Linked DNA regions of Mus musculus: region 2 is linked to region 1. A link is a contact called in public Hi-C data. All regions are on one chromosome and are shown on one strand. The core of a region is the stretch at or near the end of the contact, and the rest is flanking DNA. Distances in the headings are between cores, read along the strand shown. Region 1 has its middle 7.7 kb from the start of Gm35700. Region 2 has its middle 24 kb from the start of Eps8l3.

Region 1 (2,729 bases), core at 79-2,578:
AGCTAGCAAACTAGTGAGCATCATCGTCCAATGGTTCCTGCTGGACTGAGATGTAACACTACAAAAAAAAAAAAAAGAAAAAGAAAAAAATTCACTTTCAGGTTCCTGCTTTGACTTTCCTCTATGTTGTCCTGTGACTAGGAAGGGTAAACTAGATGAAACAGTCTTTCCTTAGATTGCTTCTAGTCAGTTACTTAACATTAACAACAGACAGGAAATGGTACCTGGCTAACAATCAGGGATCCGCCCATCTCCACCCATCTCACCCACCCCACACTAAGCTTATTACTGCCAGGTTTGACTGACTTTTACCAGGGTTCTGGGGTTCCCAGCTCAGATTCTCATGTTTGCACCACAAGCGCTTTACTGAGTGGGCCCAGCCTCTTAAGTGTAGTTTTGAATACTAACTGTGGAAAGTCAGGTGGGAAGAATAGCCCATCCTTTATGCGGTTGTTTGAATACGTTAAACACAGCACATGACTGCTTGATTCTTTTTCTCTGCTTTACTTAGGTTTTGGTTTCTGTTCTTTCACGTTTTTCAAGATGCAGAGCCAGCAGTGTTCTTGGAATGAACACCCAAGGTTTGGGGATTGGAAGGTTGGGTGTGAGCATCATTGTTTTTTTCTTCCTGTATAATCACCAGAGAAATATTTTCTTCTCTGTGGCCCCACTTTCCTCATCCTTAAATTTAGTTTAAAAACAAAATAACAAATTTCATTCCCTGATATACAGCACATGAAAGAGCTCCGTACGTACATTTTAAATAGAAAACACAGTATACATAGAAATTAAAAGCCTCTCCAATTCTTTTACCATACTACTCAGAGGGCTGCTGTGGCAGGCTGTCATGACCTATAAAACCGTCAGCACTAGGTGGTCCTTTTGTGAGTCTTCTAGACTTTTTGGTTTTTAAGATGTCTTTATCAAGACAAATCTCTCAAAAGTAGAGGGCTCTGAGTGGGCTTTCTGCTTGTGTTTAGGGAAACGGAAGTCTCAGAGATGTAGTTGCTAGTGAAGGCTCTGAAAGGCCACCAGGAGGGCAGACAGATCAAACTTCTGAGTGATGACCTGGGACAGAGCCAGGACTTCCAGTAGATGTGTCAGGAACAGATTCAGTAGCAAGTAAAAAGAGTGTTCTGAAGATGCCACAAGAAAACAGAAGCAACGACTCGGAGAGGAAACGAGATAATCAAGGAGGGACTTCAGATGGCTTTAAGGGACTGGTCAGAGGTAACGCAACAGGTGGTGGGGCAACTTACTGACTTGGCTTTGCTGACTCAGTTCTCCCTAGCCAGGCAACAGTCCTTGAGGGAGGGAAGAGGAGGAGCCTGTGGGGAAGCAAAAAGAAGGAAAGCAACTGGGGAATTGGGCCCTGGTTTGGCTGAATGTAACGAGTTTGCAGAGCAGCAGTCCTGACTCTGGCCTCCTTAGGCCCCAGAGCCTAGAACGGTACACAATCCTCTTACTCAGTTAACTCAGCAAACATTTATAGGCCTGCGAGTCAGTTCCCCGCAGTAGACCCACGTGGGATTGCTAGCCCTGGCGAGCCTCCTGCCTAGCGACCAGCAGAGGGCAGAAAAGACCCGCAGATGCCAAACTCTGCACAGCCTGCAGCCTAGCTTCTGGCGGGGAGGGGGGCGGGGGGAGGGGTGTGGGGAGAAACTAGGTCACTTGGTCCTGCCAAATGGCAACATTGACAGGGGTGGACACACTGGGACTCAACACAGAAACTGTGAGGCCTCGAACACCACCTTGCCAAGAGCACTCATGCCTCTGGGCTTGCAGAAGTCACCGTTGCTTGTAGAGGGAAGGATGAGATCGTGTGTGTGTGTGTGTGTGTGTGTGTCTGTGTGTGTGTGTGTGTGTGTGTGTCTGTGTGTGTGTGTGTGTGTCTGTGTGTGTGTGTCTGTGTGTGTGGTCTGTGTCTGTGTGTGTCTGTGTGTCTGTGTGTGTCTGTGTGTGTGTGTCTGTGTCTGTGTTGGGGGGGTGTTTGGTTTATTTTGCTTGAAATAGCTTGCTGCAGTACTTGGCTTTTTTTTTTTTTTTTAGATAAATTCTCACTCCAGACTCCAGGCTGGCCTGGAACTTAGGGTCCTCCTGCCTCACAGTGATGTACAGCTACATGTGGGATAGCTCAGGGTCGGGGCAAGGAAGTTCTTCCATCAAACAATTAAGTAGCAGGCTCACCTCAAGCTGTGTTTTAGAGTAAAGGGGAGGCCAGACCCATGCAGAGCACTGATGGGTGGGGCAGGTTGCCTCAAGAGAGTTTACCAAAGCTCAGAGCCCTCTTTGGTCTGGGAGGAAACTTCCATTTGGAGGTGAGGGGGAGGGCTAAGTGGACGGATGTGGCTAGGTGAATGCCAGATCATATTTCTTAATGGTTAGAGGACAGACTTGGAGTCAGATTAGCTCTTTCTCTTAGTCTTGCCAACCAGAGGTTATGAAACCTTGAGTCGGCCATTTCCAACCTCGTTTTTCTCCTCTGTAAGCTGGTGAGACTGTCATAAAGATGAAGTGGAAGAACTCTCCAGTGTGTGAAAGTGTTGTTGAGTCTCCTCCCCTCTGTCCTTCTTAGTGGCACACCATGTACCAGAATCATATCTGTGACAGGTACCTCTTGTGCTGGACAGGGAGGAGGGACACCCACGAGGCTATTAGTCCTTCAAGTAAACTTGTCCTTCAGGAATGCTGTTACAGTGGGGCCAGGAGGCTCCTCTCCATCGATGCAC
Region 2 (2,729 bases), core at 63-2,562, 500 kb after region 1:
GATCAGAGTTTGAGTTCCCAACATCCAGGTAACAAACGCAAAGGCATCTGCCTGTAGTCCCAGAACTGAGGCGTTTAGAGACAGGAGAAGCCCTAGAGCTCGCTGGTCAGCTGGTCCCGCCAAGTCAGTGACCATCTGGTCCAGTGAGAGACTGAGAGTGTAGAGGAAGACAGGCATAGACATCTGGCCTCCACCCACAGGTGTGTACATGTGTGTGTGCAACCCCTTTCACATGAACACACACAATACACCATACACACCACACACATAACCAAAAACACAAAAATGAACAAATAGCACAGCCCTGACTTTCCGCTGGGTCTTGTCTGTGTGGAGTCGGCAGTCTCACTGGGAAAAGAGCCTGGCTGCCTGAGGACAGCAGTGTGGGGTCCCACTCTGACCTCCAGTCCCACAACTCGAGCATCCCTTTCTAAGTGTAGTGTGTCTCCAGATCAGCAATGGGTCAACACCTCAGAAGCGTGTGTGTAGAGTCTCCGTTGTATTCCAAGCCCTGCGCCGGACACTGCCCTGCAGCAGTAAGCAGGATGGATGTGTCCAGCCTTTGGTAACTCTCCCATCCTTTCCAGTGTCACCACCCCTGTCTCCATTTATCCTCATTCCAGATTGCCTATGTTCCCATTTTCCAGCTCTGTAACACTGAGCAATGTGTTTAGTGCTCTGGACCTCATCTATAAAATAGGGTAAGGATCCCTCCCTCCTAGAAATGAATTAATATGAGAGCCCAGTGCAGATCCAGATTGATCCCGTTATCCTCTCCCCCCCCACCCCCACCCCCGGCTTGCCTCTGGTACTATCTTCCCCTAGCATGTCTTTCCTCTCTTCTGCAGAGACCTAGAAACCCAGCCTCTGAGAAGTTTTCAGAAGGAAGACAGGCAGGTTGTGGGGCAGGCCAGGGTTCTGCCAGACCTACCAGTCCTTGAGGCACTTTTCTGTTGCTGAGTGTTCTGCACCTCTTGGAAAGTGGATGAAGGCAGGAGTTTGGGCGATAAGACCCCTGCCTGTGACTACAATGCCAGTAGCATTGAATCTGAAGGACTCAGGTCTATTGACTGAAAGTCCCCGCTCCACCTGGTAGAACTGGTCCCTATAAACTATCAGCCACCTTACGACCACTGGCAGATTCAGGGGCCTCTGAGGATTAGCACCCAGATGCAGAGCCCTCTGACTTGGAGACAGGGGAATATATCTCTCAGAGCCAGATGAGACCCACAAAGCCTCAGGATGGGGGTACTGGCAGAGCCCCGTGGAGGCCCCACGGAAAGACTCAGCCCAGGAAACTCTGAGCAATGCCGGCAGACCACAGGGCTCTGAGCTTCCTGCTCTCCCCATTTAGGACACCCTGTCAACGTCAGAAGGCTTGTGAAACCTGCTGGTGGGCAGTGGAAACTCACGAGCCCCTAGGGTTCGTGGGCTGTGGTTGCCCCGCCCCTTTGCTGCCCTGGTGTCCACACTGCTATGGGATATGAGAAGGGTACCTGATGGAGGCCTGGAGAACTCCTCCTTGGAAGCCTGGGTCCTGGGCTCTGCATGTGTGTACTCTGGATGCTGCAAAAGTGCAGACTCTGTTGCTGAAGGCCTTTGGGGTAGGGAGATGTGGCTGGCGGTTCCTTTTCCAGCTTTGCTGGTTCTGTGCCTGACTTTGGGAAAGGTGCTTTCTTTGTTTCGGTTTTGTCACCTTTAAAATGGTGACCAAAAAGCACCCACATCCTGAACATTAAAGAGTGACAGAGACTTTTGAAGTACCTGGTACACAGTATGCTCTAAACAGGACCAGTTGTCTTGGCAACCGTGAGAAGAAACAGGCATCTCAGAAGTGGATATTTTTGACTCGTAATTTAATTATAAACTATCCAATCGACTACAGACGGTTCCAAACTTACAGTGGCTGTCTAGCTTAGTGCTATGAAAGCAATGCACACAATACAACAGAAAACACACTTTGAATGTGGGTCTTTTCCCGTGACTATGGATATGTAATCTGGCCCTCTCTGGTGAGGCTGGGAAGTGACAGGCAGCCACAGCTCCTAGTGAACCATGTGATGGTGGCAAGCAACAATGAGACCCTACAGTGTACTGAGTTGCTAAGCCATGGTTTTGGGGAGGCTGGGTATATGAACTGCATCTTCAATGACACTCTCAATGTACGATAAACTTACTGGAAACCAGACCCGTTGTAAGTCAAGAGGCATCCATGTACTTGGAAGAACGCACCGTCTTCTCAAAGCTGTTTCTCTCTTTGACTGTTCAACAATCCCTAGGTCTGTGTGGAGAGCCCAGCTTTGGTACCTCTGCTTAAGAACTGGAATGAAGACCTTACTGAGGGAGTCACACGTGGTCAGAAGAGGAAGTGGGCCCTGTACCAACCCGTGTATAACATAGCCATGGGGACCTTGCAGAGGCGGCCAAGGACAACGACAGAGGCTATTTTCTCAGCTACTCCCAGGGCTATTGCTCAAGACGGTCCAGGACCATCTGTGGCTATTCCTCCAGTGCTGCGCTTGCTGGGGCTCCTGCTTTATCCCTGCAGACCACATTAGAGCTTTGGTCCCTTTTTATCCCTCATGCTGAGGTGGGGCTCCATCTCCTTTCTACACCCTACAACACGATCATCCCTACAGCGATGCCATATCTTCCACTCCCAGATCTCTTGATGGTCAGCCTCAATGTCCGTCCACCTGCCCGTGGGCCAGCAAAGCAGCCCAGACTCA

The links. Hi-C and Micro-C count contacts between places; a contact is called where the count stands out from the background.
Region 2: a contact with region 1 is called in a Hi-C map of the Ba/F3 cell line, with 3 times the contacts expected there. The contact joins two enhancer-like sites. A contact is called at or near these places in 3 of 484 Hi-C or Micro-C datasets (the Ba/F3 cell line, embryonic stem cells and palatal mesenchyme).

Annotation. Positions count from the first base shown.
Region 1 is chr3:107,355,768-107,358,496 of GRCm38.p6, forward strand. No RefSeq gene overlaps it. Among named protein-coding and RNA genes, the nearest start is that of Gm35700, 7.7 kb to the right of the region's middle. Within about 2 kb of position 1,329, at least 96 of the 459 cell types and tissues checked have an H3K27ac peak or open chromatin away from gene starts, as enhancers often do. A contact at or near this core is called in the Ba/F3 cell line, where this site is marked.
Region 2 is chr3:107,851,634-107,854,362 of GRCm38.p6, forward strand. No RefSeq gene overlaps it. Among named protein-coding and RNA genes, the nearest start is that of Eps8l3, 24 kb to the right of the region's middle. Within about 2 kb of position 1,313, at least 72 of the 459 cell types and tissues checked have an H3K27ac peak or open chromatin away from gene starts, as enhancers often do. A contact at or near this core is called in the Ba/F3 cell line, where this site is marked.